Regions from separate parts of the Mus musculus genome. Here region 2 is linked to region 1. A link is a contact called in public Hi-C data. All regions are on one chromosome and are shown on one strand. The core of a region is the stretch at or near the end of the contact, and the rest is flanking DNA. Distances in the headings are between cores, read along the strand shown. Region 1 has its middle 27 kb from the start of Gm40038. Region 2 has its middle 72 kb from the start of 1700052H01Rik.

Region 1 (6,614 bases), core at 1,639-4,138:
CCTGATTCATGTAACTACACTCACATACATATATAGATGAAAAAAATTTAAATGTAAAAATATAATTTAAAAATTAATGAAAAGTAATTTCTGACTGCTACGTCAGAGTGTCACTTCTAAAGTAAAACCAAATTATCACAGTGACTCAGCTCGACCGGGGCAAATAGCTCTTCCGTCTCTGAAACCCCCTTCACCCTACCCACCCATGGCTATCTTTTCTTCCTGCCACCATTCCACCAAACAACCAGTGCCCCATCGCTGGAGAGTCTCGAAGGGGGCAAAGCTGCGGAGCTCTGTAAACTCAGCCCAGAACATTCTACCCTGCGAGCCTTGATGTTATCGGATGATGAACGGCCCTCTCTTCGCAATCTGCCACTGTTGTTATACAGGGGTTGTAACCAGGGCCTCCCACCTGCGCTGCCTTTGTAATTAGCACATTTGGTGTCTGTGTATATCTATGTCACTGGTGCTCCACGTGTGAACTGAGTGACAGTCAACTGAATTACAAGGCTATAAAATATCAACTGCTGCCTGGGAGAAAGTCAGAGCCATCCGGACGACGGATGCCCACAGCGGAACCTGACACTCTTGCCTAACCCCTCCCACACTTAAGTAATGTGATATTATATACATCTCCAAGTATAAACCATAAGTGAATTATTGGGAAAGGGTCACTAGGGCCTGGATAGTTTTAATTACTTTTTTTTTTTTTAATTCCTAAGAAGTCTTAGCTGGGCCATCTCCAGCTGATCGAAATATCGCCAGAACATTTGGAAACATTTGGAAAATCCTGGTTTGTTAAACAGTGTCTGCCTTGTGTTTTTGATGCTGTTTTTATTTATTTAGGCAAGTGGGTGCTGACTACTAAATCCTAGAAAGGAATTCATTATGTAGGACTCCTTTGCTGCATTGTCACGTATCAGACGAAGACAGCCAACACTGAAGGAAATTTACTGTTGCCTTTCCCCGCGTTCTGCCCCTCTGCCCAGTGATTCTCAACCTTCCCGATGCTGCGACCCTTTAATACAGTTCCTCATGATGTGCTGACCCCAACCACACAATTATTTTTGTTGCTACTTCACAACTGTAATTTTTGCTATTGTTAAAAATTATAATGTAAATATCTGTGTTTTCCCATGGTCTTAGACCACCCCCCCACCCTTAAAGGTGTTGCGACCCAGAGGTTGAGAAATGTTGCCTAGCTCCTATTCCATACACACGCAGAGGGATTCTTTGAGACAAAGTCTCTTAAGAACCACCATGGCTAGCTTCTACTGAGTTTTTTTAAAGTTGCTTTTCTCTTGCCTAAAAATTTCTGCTCCAGGTGGGTGGTGGCGGCACAGGCCTTTAATCCCAGCACAGGCAGATCTGAGTTCAAGGCCAGCTTGGTCTTCAGTGAGAGTTCTGCACCCCTGAAGAATGAGCCTGAACTCTTAACTCTTCCTACACTGTCATTTGCCTCAAGTATCCTTCAGTCTCCTGCTGCCTCCCCCAAGGGAGCCACGACTGACTGTCTTTCTACTCTAGCGCCCTCTAGAGAGCCTGCCCAAGCTTGCTTCCTGATGCAGTACTAAAACACCACGTCCAAACCCCATGTGGTGAGGAAAGGTTTTATTTGCCTCACAGCTTCCAGCCCTCCACTGAGGGAAGGCAGGAAAAAACTCAATGCAGAAACCCAGAGTAGGAATTCAAAAAGAGACTCCAGAGGAAATGCTATTTGCTGGCTTTCTACAGAGAAACATGTTTACTGGCTGTCTCTCCTTTGGCTTGCTCAGCTACTTTCTTATACAGCCAGGCTCACCTGCCTAAGGATGACACCACCCACAGTGGGCAGAGCCCTCCTACATCAATTTAGCTATTGAGAAAATGGCCCTCAAAAAAACTCAGACTTTCTTCCAGACTGCAGTTGATATATTCATAGCCTTGTGATTTAGTTACCTAACAGTTGAGCGTACATGTGGAGCCATAGGTCAGTCTGATTGATGCAGTTCCTTAATTGAGGCTTCTTCTAGTCTGTGTGAGGTTGACAAGAAACTAGCCAGCACAGAGCCCAGCCCAAAACTGATCCTGATTAAACATTTGGGTTGAGCTATAAACTGAAACTTCCTATAAAATGAAGTTCCTCCCCTACCCCAGACCAAAACAGAAAAAAAAAAGTGTTTATCTGTGTTAAAGATCCTACAAAGCTGATTAGCTGATTATACATTTTATGATTATGGAATGCTGGGATGTTGCAGGTTTAGAACCAAATTACCTTGAGGTATCTTTAGCACTCTTAAGCCATTGCTCACATATGTACTTGAGCTAACATCTGTCAGTGTGACGACGAGGTAAATCCTTGTGACGTGTTCGAGCCTACCTTCGCCTTCTGTCAACCCTAAGGCCAAGGGCATCAGCAGATAACGTCCAAGGCTTGGAACAGAGATGTCTTCACCTCACTGAGACCACCTGTTTGATTTCCTACCAAGATGTTTATACTTGATTTGTCGTTTTCTTTGTTCTGTTGCTGTAAAGGCTTCATGAAATTGTTACCATGTTGGAACATGGTATTTGGGTAACCAGAGTCTATGCTCCCAGGCATGGACACTTTTATGTAAATACAAAATAAATTGTCTCCTATTCTCTTTGAGGCAAGAGATATGTGTGTTGACATCACTAAATAAGAAGTTTGAATTGTGTGTGTACACTACACACACACACACACACATGCACACATGTCTTATGTGAGTGTCTTGCTGTTCACAACATAAAATATAGACTCTTCAATGAGTTGTACAGTTGTCTTCAAATTCTTATTCTAATATTTCCCTTTGGCAATATCTCTGCCCTCCACCCCCACACCAGATCTGAATTCAGTATCTCCAAAGTCCAGGCAGAAATTAGCTCTTTGTCTGGGCACATTCCCCAGGCCAGCGTAAGAAATCAGTAAGATATTTATGGAATGCCTCATAAAAATAGAGAAGAAAATTTAGGCTTACAAGTTTCTTCTGAGTCTAGAGCATGGTGTGAATAGTTTTACCTATTCACAGGCTAAGAGGGAGGGATTTCACTATGTGAGGTAAAGAATTGGAAAGCTGGCCCTCAGATTTTGGTAACATCAGTACAGGACTCACTTCCCAAAGGTACGTATGCATCATTCTTTGAGAGTAACTTACTTTATTGCTGATGAGCTGTACGACGTCGCTGCTATTGTGGTCAGTTCTTCATATTTGCTATCACCACTGTCCCAAAAGGCTCAGCCTTAGTTGATCCCACTGTCAGGATGTTGAAGACCCGTGTTGCTAGGGATGGGGATAGATATCATACCTCCTTATCTACAATATGTCTGCAACACAGCCCTACCCAAATTCTGGAATCCTCTTCAACACAAGATGAGTCAGAAAGCCACTGCTTTATCAGAGGGAGGCTCAGCAGAAGTGCAGAAGACAGACAGATGAGATGCTGGGAAACTCTCCTCTCAAGGATGGATAAACTAATGAAAAGGCAGTGAGTCTTTCATGTATCACATCGAGATCCAAATGAGTTAGTTGTTCAGTACACTTGGCAAATCAGTTGGAAAGGTCATTTCCCTTGGCCAGTTTGATGCTTAGGCTTCCAAACATACTCTCTTTCTAGGGGTTAAAATTTTTCTCTGACAAATATGGAATAGTATACTTTCTAGATGAAGATTTCTCCATTTCCCCCAGACTCCCCAATTTCCTTCATATAAAGGAAAGGCTGCAATGAACCCATCTTTATTGCTAAGTAGATCTGGTCCAGTGATAGCAGTAGCCCCAAAAGGAAGTACCTTTTCTCATAACAGAGCCCCTGCAATGCTCCTGTAAAGACAGTGGTAAAACTGAGACCCAAATAAGATCTGGATGCAAGTTGAGGTCCAGATTTCAATTCTCTTTCCAGATATATCCAAGAGTTGTATGAGAGGGCAGGAGGATACTCCCACCTCTGCAGGACCATCCTTCGTTAAATGGTAAGTCTGAAACCCAGTGTGCTAATGTAGCGTCTCTGAGCCACGCTGACTAGAATGCAGAAGCCTGGGGCTCCTGTCACAGAGGCAGAGCACATGGTCTCTGGTGCCATGCTGACCTGCAGCCTGACCTGCAACCTCAGACAGGTGTAGTCTCCTCTCCTGCCTTTATATCTGTCAAACAGAAGTGATTGCCCCTCCCTCGGGAGTATTGAAGTGCTTAAATGAAAGGCTCCGTGATGAATGCCTGCAACTTAGATGCAATTATACTGTCCTTCATTTGACGCAGGAGCCTCTCCAAAGTTTTCCAGTAGCATACCAGAAAGAAAAAGAAAAAAAGCAAAAAAGAAAAAAAATACCAAACTCAAGGTGGAAGAGAGGCAACATCAAAGAGCTAGAACACAAGATTCTCATACACAGCCTTTACCCCAGCTCCTTCCAGCCATGTCAGCCTTTAAGGCACCATACAATGCCTGACACCCAGCATCCATGGTTCTACTGTGTGTCTTCCCATCAAATGTGTTCCTGGTCATGTTCGTCTGGGCTAAATTCTCTTTTAGTTGAATGCTCAGGAATTCTGCATTAAAGCAGCCTGATTGTTTCCCATCACCTTCCCACACAGGTCTGTCCTCCCCCCTTCCCCCCACCAAGCTTCCAGTGGCCTCCAAAAATTGAGTTCAACTGGACGCCCTGGTGGCATGGATATTGGCCATGGAAAGGAAATGATAAGCTATTCTTGGAGCTTGCAAACAAAGCCAGGCGTGTGGTACCATCAGAGCCTGAGCAGACACACACATACTCAGACAAGCTCTCAGAAGGAGACACAACGCCCCTTCCCACAGTGGCCTGAAGAAGGAGGCTTCTGTATGTCTGACTTTGTAATGGGGAGTGTGGGGTGGAGCAGATATAAATTTGAGAGACATTAAAGGATAATTGAAAAAAAGAAAAAAAAACGAGAGGAGATTAGGAGGTGAAATGAACAAAACGCTTCATATGTCCATGTGCCAAGGAGGTGGTGAGGTGTGAGAGAAGTCTGTCACGGTAGCCAATAAGCCACCAGGGCCAAATGCTTGGCTTGAATAAGGGGAATCTGCTCCCTGCCTGCAGCAGTGCTTGGCAGTGAATCAGCACATTAGCAACAGAATTTCTTCTTCAGGAGCCACAGACAGTTCATTTGCATATGCTGTGTACACGCCTGCACTCACGCACCCGCACACGCGCGCGCACACATACACACAGGAGGGAGTCTCTGGTAGATGCGACCTTCATCGTATGACATTTCTTTTGATATTGCCAAAATTATGTGTATCATTGAAAATTATCCAGACCTATTTGTCTAGCAATCTGAAGATCTCTCTTAAAAGCATGGTTTTGGAAATTTTAGTAAAATATCACATGTCTCCTGACAATTTTTTCCAGCCCTTCCTTTTGTTGAAAGCAAAACAAAAACAAAAATATAACCCAAATGCTCTGTCTGGGTTATGAGATTGCAAGATATTTTTCCCTTTCCTTTTCTTTCATCTTATGGGATTGCATTTTCTAATTTTTCCTCAGTGTATTTTTTTCACCTGTTCTTTTTCTAATATTGAGAATTCTATAAGGTAAAAATAATACAGAGTGTGCCAAGCCAAAGGTTGCATTGGAGCAGCCTGGCTGTTTGATGATGTTCAATGAACCAACAAGGACCAGCTACAGCATCTCTGGGAAAGGACAAGGCTGTAAGAGAGGTCAGAGGGGATTAGGAACAAAGGGGAGTCCCAGAAATGTTTTCAAACAAATGCCAGAACCTGCATGGTAACTGTGCTGCACAAGATATCCCTTGGAGACACCAGTAACTCTCAGGCAGGGAGCATCAGGTCCCAGGTTGGTCTTTTACAATTCAACTGGAACCTTCCCTCTTGCAAAGCAGCTCTTGGTTTTTACACTGTACGGGACTTTAACTGATAATCAAGTGTTGACAGGGGACAGAGTCCACATCTTCAAAGATAGTCCTCCTTCGATAATGTCATTTTCCAAACCAAAGGCCACCAGACCGAAACACCAGCATCCCACACAACCTTGGTGGCCCCTCTGAATGCTTGTTTTGATTCCACGAAGCAGCTTCCTCACTTCCACCTAGTGCCCCATGGTCACTGAGGAATCCGCAGCAGAAACCCTGCCCCTTTCCTTTTTAAAATCTGTTGTCAACATCGGAGAGATTGGCTATTGAGGGCTGCTCCCTTAGAGGACCTGAGTTCAGTTCCAGCACCTTTATCGTGAGGCCCACAACCACCTATAACTCCAGCTCCAGGGTATCTGACACCCTCTTCTGGTCTCCACAGATACCCATGCCCCTCTACACACACAGATAAAAATAAAATCTTTTTAAAAAGTGAATTATATTTTTAATTTTTAATTCTTGTTTAATTTCTTTTTAAATTAGTTTTAAAAGTATATATATATCACTTCCATGCGCACTTTATTTTAAGACGGGGTCTCCCCAACCTTCCCCTTCCCTCAGTACCCCCTCAATGCTATTATTGCTAGACATACTTTTCCCAGAGTGAGTGACATCCACTGGTGCTGAATTAAGAGTCATGAGTTTTTCCAAACTCCGGGTGTTGTACATGGACTAGACTTCAAACTAGGTTCCACCATGCTACAAGGCTTA
Region 2 (6,404 bases), core at 268-2,767, 85 kb before region 1:
ATTTATTTATATAATGTCTGGGGAGTCTTTTGTGCTTCAGAGAAAGAGTCTGGAGAGGACCTGAGATGACTTCGTGAGTGACTGAATGGTTACTTGTTTTAGCCACTGACAATCGGTGACAATTAGTGACACAGCATTCCTGTAGGGAAATTCGCTGACACTTCTCATTTGAGAGCTCAATTCCCCTGGAGAAAGTATTGGGGGAGCATCCGGAATGAGGTCAGGCCGAAGCTAGCCTGCTCTACTTCTCCACTCCAGGCATGGGCCTTGAGCTGGGTCAGTGGCTGGGCCACAGGCTGGAATGGCAGACACTGGTACGCCAATAGTATTGTATCCTTTGGTAGTTCCCATGTGGAGAGCAGACAACATGAGCTGCTCTGCTACAGCGACTCTGTAACACCTATTTTTGATGAGTTTCATCCACCCCCAAATGCGTACTCAGAGGCCAGTTTGCATTGGAGCAGAGATAGAAAAAGGGCTTCTGAAAGATAAAACCCAGACAGTATTTACCTAGATTAATTTGGTTATGTTTACACAGCGAGGCTAAAATTTAATTCCCACCCTGGAGTCTACTGGTAGAAACGCAGCAGGATCATGGTATCAGTTAATAAAGAAAAAAATAAGCTACGTTTTCTTATCACCTGTGAATATGCTGAGAGTCAATTTTGCAAATGTGATAAGAACTTTTATAGAAAGAATAAATGGGGGCCTGGGGAGGTGATAGCTCAGTGGTTAAAACACTTACCACACAAATATGATGTGTGGAGTTCAGCTCCCCAGAACCCACATAAATGTCAGGTGGAAGTAGCAGCCAACCTTTAATTCCAGCTCGGGAAGGCAGAAATGGGGTCCCCTGAGCAAGCCGGCTAGGGAGCCTAGCCCTAATGCTGAGTTCTCTGTTTGATTGACAGACCCCTATGCAAAGTATAAAATGGAAGAGTATATGGGAATGACAACTGACCTCAACCCCCACATGCACTTGAACATGCACACGGACACAGGCATACAAACACGCATACATATGCATGCAGAGCACACATGCATAATTGAAATGGATAAGGAAGACAGCATAAACAGATGAATTACCACACAAACAGGAAATTCCCCCACCGCACAGCTGTGCTCTCTTCCCACCATTTTTTTTGGCACTGTGTCCAGCCAAGGTATTAATCCAGAATGAACTCCTCATCTCAAAATGACTTCGAAGGCCAAGGCCAAGAAGCAAGATGTAGAGCCAGGCCCCTCACGCAGGAACTCCTGAACAACCCCCTCTTCCCCTGCTCCCTTGGCTCTGGAGTGCAATAGGTGGTCTCAAAGCCTTGGATAAATGCACACAGAGCACGCTGGCATCCTCTTAGACTGACAAGCTCGCATCTTTCCAGAGATGCTGGCCTTAAATCTGTACTGAAAATCCTCTGAGATCATGTCGAGGCGATGTTTTCCCCGAGCTGGGAGAAGTTCAGACTCTCACATCTGGAATTTGACCTTTGTGCATGTTGTCATTTCACCCACCACAGGAAACCTTTCTGGGCTGGGCTGAAATATGTAAGCGTTCAGCACTGTGGCTGGTAGCAATCCCACCCAGCTGTGTGGAACGGGAAGCAACAGGGCAATTAATATTCTGTGAAGACGTCAGGGACCAGACGAAAGCCGGCCATTTATCATGGCTGACTCATCGTTCGAAGAGCAAACACATCATTGTCTGTGGGCTTCTGCTGACTCACTTGCTAGCTCCGAGAGACGTGCACCTAGATGGAGCTGCGAGCTACCCAGCCTGCTTTTGGAGGACATTGCCCTTTTGAATCAGCCACATTGAGTTCAGTCTCTGGAAAAGTTGCTGTGAATCTTCTACAGAGGATTTTCAAATGCATGATGAATTGTTCCTGAAAGAGAGGACTGGCCTTTCTTGTGTCATTTTATGTAAACGAACCAGGAAAAGCCACATGTGTGAAATATTAAAAGAACCATGGGATGATGGTGGGCTAGAGATGCTTCACAGGCTATGAGTCCTTGCTGCTTTAGCAGAGCACCTGGGGACAGATCCCAGCACCCACAAGGCATCTTACAACCATCTTTAAGTCCAGTTTCAGGGATCTGACCCTCTTTTCTGGCCAAGAATGGTCCCAGGCACGCATGTGGTACATATTCATACATGCAATCAAATTTTCATGCACATAAAACAATACAAATACAAATCTAAAAAAAAAAAAAAAAAAAGGAGCCAAGCCATGGGTGCAGGGACAGAAGCTCAATGAGTACAAGGCTTGCCTTGCATGGTGACTGTCAGCCAGATACAACCTACCTGGAAAAAGACTCAACTAGGAACCATCTAGAACAGGTTGGCCTGTATGCCTGTGTGTGGGAGATAATCTTGATTGCTGTAATTGATGTGTGAAGACTCAATCTGAAAGTGGGCAGCACCATTCCTTGGTTTGAGGTCCGGGATTATAGAAAAGTAGAGAGAGCTAGGTGAGTATTAAGTACACACACACATTAATTTCTCTCTGCTCTTGACTGTGGGTAGGATGTGACCAGTTGGTTTAAGGTCCTGCAGCCTTTATGTCCCTGCTATGATGGATGTAACCTGGACTCTTAAGTTACAATGAGCCCCTCTCTCCTAAACTGCTTTTGGTCAGGGTGTTTTGTCTCAGCCACGGACGTGAAACTAAGGATGCGTTAAGCCTGGTGGCCTGAGCTCCATCTCCCACTGAAGAAGGGGAGGAGAAGGGAGAAGAAGCATGGTGACTTGAGTTCCATTGCCCACCAAAGGTGGGGGGGGGAGAAGGGACAGGAAGCGCAGGCCAGGTGTGGTGGTGGCATGTGTTTAGAATCCCACTCTACGGAGCGGAAGACAGGAATCTCTAGGGCTGGCAATATGGCCAGCAAGACGAGCCTATTCAGAAAGTTCTGGGCCAATGAGAAACCCTGCCTAAAAAAAAAAAAAGAAAACAAAAATGGAATTGGGGCAGCCCCTGAGGAGTAACAACTGTGGTTGGCCTCTCTCTTCTACATGTGCATATGTGCACCTGCATACACGGTAACCAGGGAACTTTTGAGTGAGAAAGGAGGCATGGTCATCATGTTAGGAGTGTTCTCCTATTAGAGAACAAGGGTGTGTGATGGTGGATGAGAGGTTTGAGTCAGGCAACCTGAAGCTATGTCCCATCTCAGCTGCCGGTGGCTAAGGAATAACAGCGGAATGTAGCTATTGAGTGACTGACAGACATAGGCCAATCACTCAGGCTGTCTAAGCTTAGATTTCATTATCTGTAAAATGGGGCATAGTTATGCTCTCCACCTTGCTGAGCTGTCAGGAAAGAGGGATTAAAACAAACGAACTAAAAGGAGAACGCAGAGCTTGGTCTGAAGGGCTCAATAAATAGTAGGTATTACTAAGGCCAGCGAGGCACTCCACTGAAACCTCTATCTTCTCCGCGTGGTTGGCATTGGATTAGTGAGGTGGGGCGAGGGAGATGGAGGAGGAATGGATGCCTGGGGGAATCCTGGGTCCTGAGCATCATGAGGAGCAGTGTCTTTGTGCCCAGAACAAGAAGGACACATCCTGTTGAGGCCTTGGATATTCATTTACAAACAACAGCAGTAAACAACCCTTTGATGGTAAGCCTTTGAAGACTGCTCAGACCTCCCTTTAAGGACCTCGTTTAAGTGTGCACACAAAGCAATACAGTCCAGTTTTTTTTTTTTTTAAATTAAAAGGCTGGCTTATAATGACATACAGAAACTGATACTTACATGGCTCTGTTAAGTGCACTCCTTTTAAACTGCTAATTCTTACTCGGCAGAAAGTGGTCCTTATGTCAAAGTCCTTAAGAGGTCCAACAGCTTGTATAACCAGTGAGCCTCATGGTTAGTTAGCAGCTCTCGGTACTTGGATTCCCAGTGATAAACAAAAGAATTCCGAAGGCCACGATCCATAAACTCTCCATAGAAACATATGGAGCTGCTTAAGGAGGTTGGCTGGGAGCTGTTGTTTTGAAAACAAGTATCCGCAGCCAGAGTCTCTACTGAGTGCTATTTATCGAATGGTTGGAGAAGGGCAAGACCCCACGGATCCTGCAGGGCTGCTTGCCAGAAATCCCAAACATTCTGCAGAGAGCCTTGAAGCCTCCCAGTACTGTGTGCAGAATGCAAGATGCAGTCTGCATGCTTGTATTCATTCTACCCAAGGCATGGGGGCTATGCAGGCAGGAACTCTCTGATACCTCTGACTCTCTCACTTAGAGCTCTCTGCCCACAACCCTCCAGCGAGATTCCATGGACCACTGTCTTTTGTACTTCAGCAATCCATCGGAAATCAAGTTATGTGATAGATAACTCCAACCCAGTCTCCAACTGCTCACATGTTGTAGCTAACTCATCAGGAACGGCTTACTTAGTAAGTGCTTGTCTTTGTTGTTGCAGTAATAAAATCTAATTATAAATTCAGATTAGAGATGAGTAAATTGATTAGGTTCTGGCTCCCCTGCTTATTTTGAACAAGAAGCACAGGTGTGACTAGAACTCAGATCTAATGCTGCTATGACCAGCTCTTTCACAAAAACGTCTTGGAAAACTGTGCTTTGGCTGTTCTCTGATGGCTGGTGCATGGCCCCTAAGATACAGAAGATGGACTTGTTAGCCACCACACTCCAAACCTTGGACATCACAGAAGGCTTGGCTTTTGAGTGCTGTTTAGGGATCAAGAGAGAATTTCCTTATTTTCATATCTCCTTAGTCCCAGAACAACATAAAAGTGCCTTTCTCTAAAAACTAGTTGTTGTTTTTTTTTACCCCATATAGTCAAAATATTATTCAAGATTTTCTGATTTAGTAAAATGGCAGACTAAAGTTGGATACAAATTATAAATGTTTCATAGTTTTTAATGAGATAATTTGTGATTACCAGGGAAACTAAAGCAAAAACCAAGTAATCTACTCCACATTCATTTGTTTATTTATTGATTTATTTCACATAAATTTTATTTTAAAATGTTAATGAATGCAGAAAAATATGAAAATGGTTCATATTAATGAGAGAATATAGGGATGCTTCGCGGCTAATCCTTCAGAAAGAAATGTCTCGAAACAAAGAGGTATTTTAACACAGAACAGCTTCCATGTGTGACTCACGATGACACTCACATTAGCACTGTGGTATGGTGGCAGACACTGTTCTATATGCTCATGTGGACACATGAAGTGAGCATTGCATCCCAGGCACCAGAAACATGGAGCTGAGAACGTTGCATAGAACCTAAGATTCCCCCAGACCTCATGTTAACAGAGTAATCTAGATAACCATTTATCTCTTCATATAGGAAGATGGCAAGGTTAAGGGCATCAAATTATTTGTTGTGACATTTTCATGTGTGCATCATTGTATTTGTACCTCCCACCATCCCCCATCTGTTATCTTCCTTGTGGAAGTTCTTCCTACCTTCAAATCGTCCCCCTCAGCCTTCATGACATATATATTCTATTATGCTCTTGTTCGCTTTTCCTCTCCCATTAGACTTCTTCCCTTTTCTAGACAGACAGATTTCCCCATGTGATAAAGAGCATGCATATTTGTCTGAGTCTAGAGAATTTTCTTGAACATAACAGTGTTTAGAGTTCCATGCATTTTCCCGCAAATGTCTTATTTTATGGTTAGAATTGTATAGAATTCCACTGTGTATATGAACCACATTTTATCTACTCACCTATTGATGGACATCTAGGCTGGCTCGCTTCCTGACTTTTGTGAATACATCAGCTATTAACATAGATGTGCAAATTTCTTTGTTGACTGTTGACTCAGAGTCCTTTGGGCATATCCTGGACAGTTGTATACATGGGTCACATGGTAGTACCATTTTAAGTCTTTTGTGGAACCTCTAGGCTAATGTCCATAGTCACATACTCAGGTAATAAATATACTTAACCAGATGAGGCTTGTGAGAGAGGTAAGCTTGTCTTATGGACAGGGTAGCCAGCCCTTTTCCCCCAGAGTCTCCTGACTTTGCTTTTGGATGAGGCACCAGCTTCCCCTTTGTACCTGAGTGTCATGTGACTATGGCTGTCTTGGCTTTATTCTTTTCTTTCTTTTTTTTTAAATTAGGTATTTTCCTCGTTTACATTTTCAATGCTATCCCAAAGGTCCCCCATACCCACCCCCCCCCAATCCCATACCCACCCACTCCCCCTTTTTGGTCCTGGTGTTCCCCTGTACTGGGGCATATAAAGTTTGCAAGTCCAATGGGCCTCTCTTTGCAGTGATGGCCGACTAGGCCATCTTTTGATACATATGCAGCTAGAGTCAAGAGCTCCGGGGTACTGGTTAGTTCATAATGTTGTTCCACCTATAGGGTTGCAGATCCCTTTAGCTCCTTGGGTAATTTCTCTAGCTCCTCCATTGGGGGCCG

What was found. Hi-C and Micro-C count contacts between places; a contact is called where the count stands out from the background.
Region 2: a Hi-C map of adipose-derived mesenchymal stem cells shows a contact between it and region 1, with 3 times the contacts expected there. The contact joins two enhancer-like sites. A contact is called at or near these places in 2 of 39 promoter capture datasets (the 3T3-L1 cell line and 3T3-L1-derived adipocytes), 15 of 484 Hi-C or Micro-C datasets (the 3T3-L1 cell line, the C2C12 cell line, the MC38 cell line and 8 more), 1 of 115 datasets of contacts at active chromatin or transcription factors (pancreatic cancer cells) and 1 of 9 other capture datasets (embryonic stem cells).

What each region holds. Positions count from the first base shown.
Region 1 is chr3:41,196,880-41,203,493 of GRCm38.p6, reverse strand. No RefSeq gene overlaps it. Among named protein-coding and RNA genes, the nearest start is that of Gm40038, 27 kb to the right of the region's middle. Within about 2 kb of position 2,888, at least 24 of the 459 cell types and tissues checked have an H3K27ac peak or open chromatin away from gene starts, as enhancers often do. A contact at or near this core is called in adipose-derived mesenchymal stem cells, brown adipocytes and embryonic fibroblasts, where this site is marked.
Region 2 is chr3:41,280,269-41,286,672 of GRCm38.p6, reverse strand. No RefSeq gene overlaps it. Among named protein-coding and RNA genes, the nearest start is that of 1700052H01Rik, 72 kb to the left of the region's middle. Within about 2 kb of position 1,517, at least 131 of the 459 cell types and tissues checked have an H3K27ac peak or open chromatin away from gene starts, as enhancers often do. A contact at or near this core is called in adipose-derived mesenchymal stem cells, brown adipocytes and embryonic fibroblasts, where this site is marked.